Regions from separate parts of the Mus musculus genome. Here all the other regions are linked to region 4. Evidence: chromatin contacts called from public Hi-C data. All regions are on one chromosome and are shown on one strand. Each heading gives the region's core, a stretch centred on a gene start, on an enhancer-like site or on the middle of the called end of the contact. The rest is flanking DNA. Distances are from core to core; before and after follow the strand shown.

Evidence for each region. A called contact is a pair of places that touch in the nucleus more often than the background predicts.
Region 1: a contact with region 4 is called in a Hi-C map of bone marrow-derived macrophages, with 12 read pairs. The contact joins two enhancer-like sites. A contact is called at or near these places in 4 of 484 Hi-C or Micro-C datasets (bone marrow-derived macrophages, cerebral cortex, myocytes and 1 more) and 1 of 9 other capture datasets (embryonic stem cells).
Region 2: a contact with region 4 is called in a Hi-C map of bone marrow-derived macrophages, with 9 read pairs. The contact joins two enhancer-like sites. A contact is called at or near these places in 1 of 484 Hi-C or Micro-C datasets (bone marrow-derived macrophages) and 3 of 9 other capture datasets (embryonic stem cells, embryonic tail and embryonic trunk).
Region 3: a contact with region 4 is called in a Hi-C map of bone marrow-derived macrophages, with 17 read pairs. The contact joins the promoter of Clic6 here to the enhancer-like site in region 4. A contact is called at or near these places in 5 of 39 promoter capture datasets (the 3T3-L1 cell line, embryonic stem cells, hippocampal neurons and 1 more), 2 of 15 datasets of contacts at CTCF or cohesin (the G1E-ER4 cell line and embryonic stem cells), 59 of 484 Hi-C or Micro-C datasets (the 3T3-L1 cell line, B cells, the C10 cell line and 36 more), 9 of 115 datasets of contacts at active chromatin or transcription factors (astrocytes, differentiating embryonic stem cells, embryonic limb bud and 6 more) and 2 of 9 other capture datasets (adipose tissue and liver).

Annotation. Positions count from the first base shown.
Region 1 is chr16:92,438,955-92,442,082 of GRCm38.p6, forward strand. All of the region lies in intron 1 of Rcan1 (regulator of calcineurin 1), which reads right to left. Gm41498 (a long non-coding RNA gene) reads right to left here. Exons shown (of 2, transcript XR_876260.2): 1 at 1-3,128. Among named protein-coding and RNA genes, the nearest start is that of Gm41498, 6.1 kb to the right of the region's middle. Within about 2 kb of position 1,512, at least 29 of the 459 cell types and tissues checked have an H3K27ac peak or open chromatin away from gene starts, as enhancers often do. A contact at or near this core is called in bone marrow-derived macrophages, where this site is marked.
Region 2 is chr16:92,414,400-92,417,133 of GRCm38.p6, forward strand. The region is part of intron 1 of Rcan1 (regulator of calcineurin 1); the gene reads right to left. Among named protein-coding and RNA genes, the nearest start is that of Gm41498, 31 kb to the right of the region's middle. Within about 2 kb of position 1,407, at least 68 of the 459 cell types and tissues checked have an H3K27ac peak or open chromatin away from gene starts, as enhancers often do. A contact at or near this core is called in bone marrow-derived macrophages, where this site is marked.
Region 3 is chr16:92,496,340-92,499,481 of GRCm38.p6, forward strand. Clic6 (chloride intracellular channel 6) reads left to right here and starts at 1,808. Exons shown (of 6, transcript NM_172469.3): 1 at 1,808-3,142. The coding sequence starts at 2,115. It overlaps 2410124H12Rik (RIKEN cDNA 2410124H12 gene), which reads left to right. Exons shown (of 3, transcript NR_165041.1): 3 at 711-1,031.
Region 4 is chr16:93,545,805-93,548,655 of GRCm38.p6, forward strand. No RefSeq gene overlaps it. Among named protein-coding and RNA genes, the nearest start is that of Gm30695, 16 kb to the left of the region's middle. Within about 2 kb of position 1,472, at least 22 of the 459 cell types and tissues checked have an H3K27ac peak or open chromatin away from gene starts, as enhancers often do. A contact at or near this core is called in Th1 cells and bone marrow-derived macrophages, where this site is marked.

The DNA.
Region 1 (3,128 bases), core at 262-2,761, 1.1 Mb before region 4:
ATCCAAGGGACACGGAAACTACCCACATGGCAAGAACACAGCTACTAACTCCCCTGTGACCAGGAAACTTCATACAACTCAAGGGACCAAGGCCCTGAACGAAATTCCGTCCTAAAATTATTCCTCTTGTCTCAGTGAGGAGCTGCAATGTCAGAAGTCGGAATTAAACCACATGCTTATTGGTCCTGGGGGCTGTTGCTTGTGGGCAAAAATATGGAAGTCATTCCAACACTTCTTCTGGGCTTGATGCCCTCAGCCATAGAATAAGGAGCCATGCTATGCAGTGGTCAGTGGCTACAACTCACTGTGGGGCTTTAAGGCTGATTCTGCTCCATGGTGGGATAGCACTGGATTTGTGTGTGAAGATTTGGTAAAGAATTCATTTGAAAAGAAATGGCTCATTCAGAGCAATATCAGAACTGTACAGTGGACCTATTTGCTATCCACCGAGACAGCGATCCACCGAGGTAAGGCTTCCTCCGGCTTGGTCAACTGCATTGTGTTCATTGGCTCCCAATTCCCAACAAACATCAGCAGACGCTCTGAATGCAAGACAGATTATTTTCTTGGGTGAGGATTTGTTTTTATACCTGGGATTCAAAGATGCCGTCTGACCTCTGTTTGTTGTTTGGGTGGACTTGGGAAGACACTGCCTGAATGTTGTATGAATAGACATGGGGAGACGCCGTCTGAGCACTGTTGGCTATTGCAATGGACATGGAGGGAAGTCACAAGGCTGCTGTTTAAGTAGAGGTGGAAGCTGGCTCTGAGTCCTGTTGGGTATATATGGGAAGATGCTGTCCACATGGATGTGGGAAGATGCTGTCTGGGTGCTGTCTGCATGGATGTGCTGTTTGGATGGATATGGGAAGATGCTCAGCAGAGAACCACAACTTCAGGTTCCACTTGCTCCTGTTTTCTTCCTCGGGTGAGCAGTGGTGTGGAAATGGTGATTCAGAGCAGTGGGGAGGGCTCAGAGAGATGAAGTCACACATTTGGACATAGCTGAGCTCCCTAAGCTAGTCTCTTATGGTAACCATGAGTGATGGAAACCCCTCATCAACATTCCATCACCATGATGGCTGGGCCAAACCTCAGCTAAGCCCTTGGTCATGGCTGCTTCAATCAGTACTAGAATCAGGCTGACTGGCTCCACTACTAATGCATCCTATGACCCCACATGGGTCCACAAGCTCTGGGTCAAGCTCCCATCAGCGACTGTTTTCTCAAGCCCTTCACTGAATTATCGCCCTCAGCACCAGCCTGGACATGACCTCAACCCGACATTGTGACTACCAAGGGCCACCTTTGTACTACTCGGCACGTCATCCTGATCCCAGCTTGCTTCTCTCCAGTATGTAAGAAGAAACTGCTTGTTCCTTCTGAGAGAGAGCGAGAGAGAGAGAGAGAGAGAGAGAGAGAGAGAGAGAGAGAGAGCTCTCTTTGTTCCCACTAACCCTTTCTGCTACTTCCTCTTCCCCAGCGAGCCCCCCCTTTTCTCTCCTGTCTTAGTACCCTGCTTCTCTAAGGTCTACTTCACCCTTTAGTCCTCCCTACTTGTGGTTTCTGTCAGAGCTGGTGCAGAGCACGCTGCTTTCCCAATGGCTAGAAAATGGCTAAGATCACAGTGTTGCAGAAGCACACGGACAGAAAGCATAATGTCACGGATGAAGAGCGCCTTTCCAGGAGGCCCAGCATCCCCAGGAATCCCACAGAAGGGATGAAGGAGAGGAAGGCCGGAAAAACACTTTTTAAAGCTGTTCAGGACTAAAGAAGCTGAGAGGTGAGATGTCAAGAGACAATGTGGAGAGAGGCATTAGGAGGAGGTCGGCCAGGGATATGGCCTCAGGCTTCTGTCAGTCAAACAAGAAAGCCCTCCCCACCCCCATTTCCCCAAATAACATTCATTGGAGAACTGTTCAGGCAGATGTCTTAAATATAGCAGGGGCAGACATATGCACTTTCAGGTATTTTCAAAAGGGCGGAGCATGGTGGTCCACCCCATAATCCCAGTACGTAGGTTGAGACTGGAGGATCATGGAACATTTGAGGCCAGCCTGGACTACACAGTGGGACTCTTTCTCAACTAACAACAACAAAACTAAATAAAGAATGACAGCCAAACAAACATTATTGAGAAATCATGTCATTTACTTTCCATTCTCTCTGTGTGTGTTAATGTGAATGTGGCCCTTTAAGGCCAAAGCAAACCCACAATGGAAGAAGAAGACATGACATTTAGACATTTGTTTAGGAGGCTGAAAGGATCCTGTGATGTGGACAGTTCAGCCCCAGATCTTAGCCAATGCAGAATGCACAACATGAAGGCTGGAGTCTGAGGAAAAGCCAAAATTCAGACTACAATAAAACTCAGGATGCACACAAAAGGATTTAGAGAAACAAAAATGCCACTCAAGATTGGCAGGTCCCACAGGAGGCAAAGCACCACGTGACACACTTCATTGGTGATTTGTGTGTGTGAGAGGCCCACCCTCTTGCTCTCTCCTGCTCAGAGCCATGGCTGGCCCAGCACATTGGTTTGTGTATTTGTTTACCTGGACCCGCACAGGCCCTACCTACTTGCTGAAGGTTTCGGGGACTAAATAAGCCAGGGCTTGCCACTGTCTTTGCCAGGAATGTGCTTCAGGCTCACACTGGGGCCACCCTTCACTTGAGCTGCTCTTTCCAGCGGTACTGCATTGGGGACCCTCCAAAGGCTGGGCTCCAGAGGCAACTGAAATACCCATGAAATGTCTAAGAAACAAAGGCCTGCTGCTAGGGGACAGCAGGGACAGCAGTCTGGTGTCCCAGGGAGCCATCAGGGTCAGAGTGCAGGGGGCAGCCACCATGAAGGAAAGCATGCCAGGACCTGGGAGACACACAACTGCTATGGAAATGCAAACTGTGGCATCCTGCCTGCCCCTTGCATCAGCCACCCTCTTGCACATCAGGACACCCCCCCACCCTCGCTCCCCACTGCCCACCCAACACATGCCCAAAATAGGTAATTTGAATAAGCAAATGAAGTCATACTGGACTTTATGTTACTGGAAACTGAGGTTGGGCACAATCTAGAAACTAAATCTCACCTATCTGATTGAGCACTGAGCCGGGACCTTCAGGAAGAG
Region 2 (2,734 bases), core at 157-2,656, 1.1 Mb before region 4:
TGCTCATACACAGAGAATGCTCACACACAGAGAATGCTCACACACACAGAGAATGCTCACACACAGAGAATGCTCTCACACACAGAGAATGCTCACACACACAGAATGCTCACACACACAGAGAATGCTCACACACAGAGAATGCTCACACACAGAGAATGCTCACACACACAGAGAATGCTCACACACAGAGAATGCTCACACACACAGAATGCTCACACACAGAGAATGCTCACACACACAGAGAATGCTCACACACACAGAATGCTCATACACAGAGAATGCTCACACACACAGAATGCTCACACACACAGAATGCTCACACACACAGAATGCTCACACACACAGAATGCTCATACACACACAGAATGCTCACACACACAGAATGCTCACACACAGAGAATGCTCACACACAGAGAATGCTCACACACACAGAGAATGCTCACACACAGAGAATGCTCACACACACAGAATGCTCACACACAGAATGCTCACACACACAGAATGCTCACACACAGAGAATGCTCACACACACAGAGAATGCTCACACACAGAGAATGCTCACACACACAGAATGCTCACACACACAGAATGCTCACACACACAGAGAATGCTCACACACACAGAGAATGCTCACACACAGAGAATGCTCACACACACAGAATGCTCACACACAGAGAATGCTCACACACACAGAGAATGCTCACACACAGAGAATGCTCACACACACAGAGAATGCTCACACACACAGAATGCTCACACACACAGAATGCTCACACACACAGAATGCTCTCCCACCAGCTGAGGGCTGCTAACAGGAGGGATTTCCGGAGATAACAGGGCGGGCGTGAGGCCCTGTCTCTGCAGAACAAAACAGCAGCAGAAGATTCAACATTTTTTCAGGCCATACGGTGTTGTTGTTGTTTTTGTTTCCCCTCCCTCATTAAATAAAACCCCATCTCACAAAAGCTCTCTATTCCTGTCCGTTCCTCAGCCAAGAACTCGCTACACACTGGCTAAGAGGGAATGACCTTAAAAAGTTGATCTTATGGTGTGATGACAGTTTCCTCCTTATTTAAAAAAAAAAATAAAGAAGCTAGTTTAAATAAATAGTATAGAAACTTTTTTTTCCAAACTAAATAGGCTGTAACTGACAAATAATTGCTGGTATAATTAAATTACTTGGAAAAAAAACACACCAAATTACTAGAGTACTAACAACCCTCCTGTTTATTCTAGAAGTCAATGAAAAAACAAACAAACAAACAAACAAATCTCAACAAGAAAACCTGCAGCTCAAAAGCTGCAGCCTGAAAACAAGTGCTTCCCTCTCCAGCACACTTAGGCATGCAGTTAGCTGCAACTGCAACTCGGAAAGTGGAAGTTGAAAGTCACAGGCAACAGCCGGCAGACCAGGAACTCAAGAATAGGAGGAAGCAGGGTTAGAATAGCAATGGGTTCCTCCCACAGATGTATATTTTACAAGAAATTTCGTTTCTATTTCAGATGTGGAAAGAGAACATGTTTTTCCCACTGAGAGGGGAAACAGAAAAGGTCAGAGGCCGCTGACCCATTACCACGTCTGGAAACAGAACAGTGGAGCCAGTCACTGGTCATGAAGTGACTTAGGAGAAGTGGCTGAGGGACGGGCTGTCCCTGATGAGGACACAGCTCCGATACTATTCTGGGGTCTCTCACTCAGTAAGCTAGACAGTGATTTTGCAGGCCCTAAGAGCCAGGGCAGTGATTCACTGGGTAGAGTACTAGTTACACATGCAGGACCCCTGGAACCCACATAAAGCTACACATGGCTGTGCTCATCTGTAATCACAGCTCTCTTACGGAGAAACGGGAGGCAGAGACACGAGAATCCCTGAAAGCTGACAAGCAGCTAACCTAGAGGGACACAGGGGTGAGCAAGAGACTGTCTCAAGCAGAGTAGACAGCAAGTCCTGACCCCCACAGTTGTCCAGTGACTTCTAGACATGTTCTATGCTATATGCACACCTGTTTGTACATGCACACACACATACACACGTGCGGACAAAGATGAAATAACAACAGTCTTGCAAAAGGGCACAAGGTGCTATGAGACAGCAGCTGCCACCACCAGCAGAACCAGGTTACTGAGGACCTGGCCAGGGACTCCCACCACACAGGCTCTGACAGTGATCTGTCACCCCAGAACAGGTTTCTCCACCAGAGCCAGAGTCTCTCGGTCTGCCACCCTCTAGAGCACAGCCGGCCTCTCCTCTCTCTCCCCTCACTTGCTCCCTAGGAGATACAGGGAGAGTCAACCTATGACATAGGAGGGAAGTGAGAGATTAATTTCCCCACCACTATGGGCTGAATTCTGCTGTCCATAATCATGGAAGTTGGGGGGGGGGGTCTTGAGGAAGGGACTGGATTTGATGAAGTGCCATGGATGGGACATGGGAATCCTCTGTGTTAAGCCACCCAGTCCGTGGTGCTTTGTGATGCTTCAACTGTCACTGGTAGTTTGTGAGAGCCTGAGCTAGGACACTCTCGCCAGTCCATGGTAGTTTGTCTGAGCCTGAGTTAAGAAACCCCCAGACACTCAGCTTTAAAACCAGGGTTTAAGGGTCTATGAATTCCCAACCCATTTTCTTGACTCATTAAGAAGCAGTGAATTAAGACATTCAGTGTCTTTTAATTGCAGCATATGTTTTTGCTTTCAAAGCCACTTGTGAGGCTGACTTTGAAAGCTGGCTCT
Region 3 (3,142 bases), core at 558-3,057, 1.0 Mb before region 4:
AGGCAGGCAGGCAGGCACCCATACATTCATGTACAGTTTCTCTCTCTCTCTCTCTCTCTCTCTCTCTCTCTCTCTCTCTCTCTTTTTCTCTCTCTCTCTCAATACACCCCCAAAGTCCACACATGGACTTTTCAGGGACACGTTCAAACCACAGCTTTAGTTATCCATCAGGGATGAGCAATGGGGATACAAAGGAAGAATTCAACATGCATCCCTCTCTTGTCAAGATAACAGGATCCTCTGTGGGTGTGGTGGCTAAAAGCAGTAAGAGCCTGAGAAGTCAAACTGAAATCCCCACGGCTCCATCATTCTTAGGCAACGCCTTCCCGGGTGCTTGCTCAGCATCCTTGGAGGTCTTGAGTTCAGTCTCCAGCATTTTATCGAGACGTGACGAGGTGATGTAATCTCAGCAAAGGCAGGGTCAAAGTTCAAGATCATCCTGTGTTATATTGTATGCTCTGGGCCAGCCTGGGCTACATGAGACTTCGCCTCAAACAAAACAAAAACAAAACAAAACAAAACAAAACACCCAACCAATTTAAATTATGTTGAGATATTATCTGTCTATGAAAAAAATTCAAATCTTTTATTGTGAAAGGATGTTGAATGTTATCAAGTGCCTTGTCTGTACCTACTGAGATGAACACATTTTGTTTCAAAAAAAAGATTTATTTATTTTTTAATCATCTGTATATATGTTATTCTTGCAGGGGTTTGTGCATGTGAGTGCAGGTGCCATTTGAAGCCAGAAGAGGGCGTTGGATCCTCAGAACTGGAGGAAGTTGTGAGCTACCTGATGTGGGTGCAGTACACACTCTTAATTCCAGAACCATTTCTCCAGCCTGCATGTGATTTTTAAAGTCATACATTCTGTTGTTTTGACGCATTGCGCCTATAGATTTGCATGTGTTGAGCCACCACTGCAACCTCCAACCTCCAACTTGATAGCCGTGGATGATCTTTTTGATATGCTGTTGTATTCAAACCCTTGGTGTTTTGTTAATAATGTTTGCATCTATACTCATCAGCAATATTGGTCTAGAGTTGGTGTGTCCTTTGATAAGGGGGAAATGCTGGCCTCACAGTTTGGGGTGGGAGGTCCTCTCTCTATCAATTCAGTGGAATAGTTTTGAAAACTTCTCTGAAAGAAGTTTTTGACGGGTGATAGTGGGGGACTCCTGGCCCAGTTAATTCTATAACTTCCTTTTTTCCCATCCCGAATTTTCTTCCCCCACCTTCAACCCCCAACGCCCTAACCACGATATTGAGACCCAAGCACTGGACATGAGTAAGGAAATCTGAGTCCGAGGGATGCACAGATTCTTAGGGTCTTCAGGGGCTGGAGAAGGAGAGGTATCCGTCTGGTTCTCCTCCCCTCCCCCCACCACCTCAACAAGCACGCCAGGCTATTGTCCCTTCCATCTTTAGGTTCCTGGAACTCACAGAAATGGGAGGGCAGCCATTCCTCCCTTTGGGGTTAATACCTTTTCTGTGGAACCTGAGGCAGGGATGGGATGGGTCTATTCCACTCAGCATCAGAGTCGCCTTCATGGTGAAGTGAGGTAAGGTGGGAATCCAATACTGAAGTATGTGACCGTGATTTAAATGGCTCTGAAACTTGAAGCTGTTCCAGAAAACGCTAAAGTGGCCAGTAAAATCAGTCTTTTCATTAAAATCCACAAAAGCCGCAGAAAGGCTGTCATTGGCTAGCTTCCCAGGCCACCCAAAGTGGCTAGGAGGTGGGGAAGACAAACCCCGCCCAAGCCCTAAGAGGGGAGAACTGGCTCTGAGAATTTCTGGTCAACCCTTGAGACCGCAGGGAACCAGCCCATCTCTTCCAAAGACTTCAAGAGGCAAGCTGAGTTCTTTAGCCCCACACCCTGGCCTGCACAGAAGGATTGGGGTCCGGGCGCGAATTTAGGAGAAACAGGAACTCTTGAGGAAGAACCCAAAGACCTTAAGACAGGGAAAAGGGACATAGAGTCTTGGGGCCCTCTAGATTTTGCATCAAGCGAAACCTTCGCTTCTAGAACCGCGAGTGGGGTGTCCTCCCGGAGGGGGCACGTCAGCCCCTGCCCCTCACCCTGAGCAGCGTCGAGGAAGGGTGTTTTACCATGGCTGAGGCCACGGAGCCCAAGGAGGTCGCTCCAGGTTCCCAGGGGCAACCCGAAGGTGCGACAATCGAGGGACCAGGAGAGCCAGGAGCTGCGGACCTGGAGGGGCGGGAAGCGAGCGAGGAAGCTGCAGAGGCACCTAGGGACCTGGGGGCGGGCGTAGAGGCCAGGGCCTCGGGGAAGGAGGAAGGAGGCTGTGGGCAGGACGAGGGAACTGGGGGAGCGCAGGCGCAGGACCCGCGCACCGGCCCTGAGGCCGAGACGCCGGGCGCCAGCGGAGCTCCAGGTGAAGCGGAGGCTGCGGAGCGCGACCCCGAGGGCGCGATCCCGCAGGGAGCGGAGGAGGCGCCAAGCGCCCAGCAGGTGCAGGGGATGAGCTCTGGGTTAGACTCTCAGGGTGAGGCCCCCGAGGTCCCTGGGGACTCTCGCCGGGAGCCCGAGGACCCCACGGCCTCAGAGGCAGGGGAAGAGGCAGAATCTGGTCAGGAAGCGCAGGGAGGCGGCGCGCTAGGGTTGCAGATCAACCCAGAAGTCCAGGGACTTGCAGGGGACAACATGGACACAGAGGCACCCGCAGGAGGGCCACTTGGGTCGGAGAGTGAGCCCCAGGGTGGAGGGGAAAGCAGCCCTCAGCCCCAGGATGAGGCGATTGAGATTGTAACCACAGAGATCGGAGGGAACGAGTCCGGGGAGCTGGCGGGCGCTTCGGCCGCAGACGCCGCGGGGGAAGGGGAGACCCTGGGGAAAGACGGGTCCGAGGAAGCAGCTTCCGAGGATGCGAGAGTAGATGCTCATGAGAATGGGGACCAGGGCAAGCTCCAGGAGGAGACCGGGGAGGAAGAAGCGAGGCCAGAACCCGAGTTGAAGGGACCCTGCGAGGGGGCCATCCAAGAGAAGCCCCCCGACGGCAGCCTTGATGGAGAGGAGGCCAAATCCACCGAACACGAGGAGGAATCCCAGGCAGAGCTCAGCAACCACTTAGCTGAGGAGCCCAGCGTCCAGGGTGGAGAAGAGTTGGGGCGAGTGAA
Region 4 (2,851 bases), core at 222-2,721:
TGTACAAAAGAAAGATTAAGTTAGGGTCAATTTGTATTCTGTAGGGGTTTTCTCCCGTTTTATTTAGAGCCATAATGGAGCCAATTGCTAGGATTTTCAGGTCATCAAACAGCAACTGAAGTGGAACCATTGCCTCTGTGCTGAGAGGCTCAGTGCTGCGGAACACTGTGTTATGAATGCTAACAAGAGACACAACACTGCAGCAAATGAAAGGCAGAGCTTCTGAGGAACCCATGCTCCCCAACCCAAGATTGCCTTCCCGTGCTCCTCAATCCAAGACTGCCTGCCAGTGCTCCCCAACCCAAGACTCCCTGTGCTCCCCAGCCCAAGACTGCCTGTGCTCCCCAGCCCAAGACTGCCTGCCAGTGCTCCCCAATCCAAGACTGCCTGCCAGTGCTCCCCAACCCAAGACTGCCTGTGCTCCCCAACTCAAGACTGCCTGCCAGTGCTCCCCAACCCAAGGCTATCTCTTACAAACACCCTGACCAATGATCATGGATAGCCGAGCAGTGCAAGTCAGTTGTTAGGCCAACTACTGCCAAGCATTTCCTGGCAAAGCTTTGCTTCTCTTTCTGGTCTGAGATGCGTTGTTTGCTTGGTGAAATCCAAAGACATGAGAACCTCCTATGGTAAATGTTGATATAAGGAAAATGTCCTAGGTGACCAGCCGTATTTATCAAGGTATTATTTCCACCACCTGCATGGAGTTTACCAAGTAGGCGGGGTAGGGTCGCTATCTTGTGTGCGTTCAGCTTGAGTTGCCTGGATACCATGTCTTGGGCTCAACAGGGAACATAAATCTAACTGTGCCTCTCTTTACTTCAGCCATAGGAATTCCAAGTTAGATCATATCACCGGGCCACGTGAGCAAGCCCTATGCATTCTAACTCTCCGTGTGGCTTGCCCAAGCTGCCCTCTGCAACCAAAGGCAGGAAGCATCCCAATTAAAAAGATGTCTTAGAGTCTCATCATACATGGGCAGCTTTCAAGACTTCCTCCCTTCTCAGGCCTCGGTTTGAGGTCAATCACTTCTAATTGCTGGCGATAGAAAGGAGTTGATTGCTAATTCCCTTTCTGTAGCTAAATTGCTGGCACATGTTAATAACATCCTCGTAAGTTCCATTTGTGGTCGGCCATCAGGACCCATTAATTCTAAGATATGTTTGGCTTCCATAAACCAAAAACAGAGAGGGAATTTGGGGGAAAAAATCAGCCTAGAAAGGGGCATGGCTGTACATTCCATAGTAGAGATAAAACTTTACAGTTGTCACTACTGAGAAACCTTAAAATACTACCAAAAACTGTGAGAAAAAGTGTGTGTGTGTGTGTGTGAACATGAATGTGCCTGTATGTGCATGCATGTGTGTATGTGAATATGCAGGCATGCATGTACGTACATGGGCACCTGTGCGTGTATCTAGAGTGATCTGCTGTTGCCTAATTCTGCTCCTGGGTAGAGTGGGTGGAGATGGTAAGAAGAGGCTGCTGTAACCGATGACTGGTAGCAAGCTCAGCAGCAGAGAGCAACTGGGGGGGTGGGGAGGGCAGGAACTGCAGGGAGCAGAGGCAGCTGGGCTGAAAGGGGAAGCTGAGACAATGCAGAGTCAGGCCTTGGATGAGGGAAGGCTGCAAAGAGTTAAAGTTAAGAGGCAGCAGCAAAAGTTGATGCCAGCTGCTGCTATGAGCTAAGGGTCCCAACATCCAGAGCTTAAGAGATATGACCTGACCCACGGAATCCTGCTGCTATGATCCATACACGAGGGTGGTCCCACTGTCTGGGCCCAGGGCAGGAAGCCTCCCAGCCTGCGCCTCTTGTGGGGAGCTTGGGACTATATGCCCAGTCGTGGGGACCCAGATCTGGAACTCAGAGCTATATGCCTCTGGGTCTGTTAGTCCAGCCTACATCTGGGACAAAGAGACCCAGAAGTCCCACCGCCACTGTTTGCTTACTTACAATTTTAGCCTAAGAGGAGCAAAGGAACCCAGACTGTGCATCGGTAGCAGAAGAGAAAAGCCCACTCACCCCTGTACACTTTTTTTTGTAATTTTTTATGAGCCTATGATTATTCCCAAACATAAGGTTAAAGACAAAATAGAATGAGTTCCATGCAACCTGCTTTGTAACTTCACCGAGGTAGTGGGGACAGGTGCTTACATTCTCTGTCATACCCAACTTTCTGACCTCGCTACTGTCTACCCGGAGCCACTTCAGGAATCTAATTATGACTAGATGTTCCTCTTGGCTCCCTTCTAACCATTTACAAGCCAGATCACTGTGCATCCTCTCCAGAGACAGCTGGTCAGGACGAATATTGTAGCAGCTTGCACAGTTTCTCCCCGTCTCCCACACACAGGCCTCCCTAACCCCAAGCTATCACTACACTAAGCTGGATCATGGGCCAGGAGGAAATGCTTTGTTGACAGGCCAGTTGTCCCCTCAAGACTTCTGGTCAGCAGTAAAGCCCAGGGCATGCACACCCAAGACCACAGGCAAAGAACCACAAGCCAACATTTTCTGTCACCACATCCAAAGTATCTTCCTGTTATACAAAGAAGCAAGCCACCACACCACTGCCACCACCACATTCCTGATACCACCATACTGTCACCACCACATGGCCAGAACTGTACAAAGTGCACTTAATCAACAGAAAATATCTTCGTGTTATAACACTGGGATAATTTCTCATCCCTCTAAACTATCCCCACCCCCAGAGAATGTCTGACAGGACTGACTGGTTGGAGTTAAACAACCAGATTCAGATTTTCAAACAAACAAGCGAGCAACTATTCAGCTTCTTGAGAGTCTGAGTGGATGGCAGACACCACTGTGGAGCAAGAAGAGGCTCTG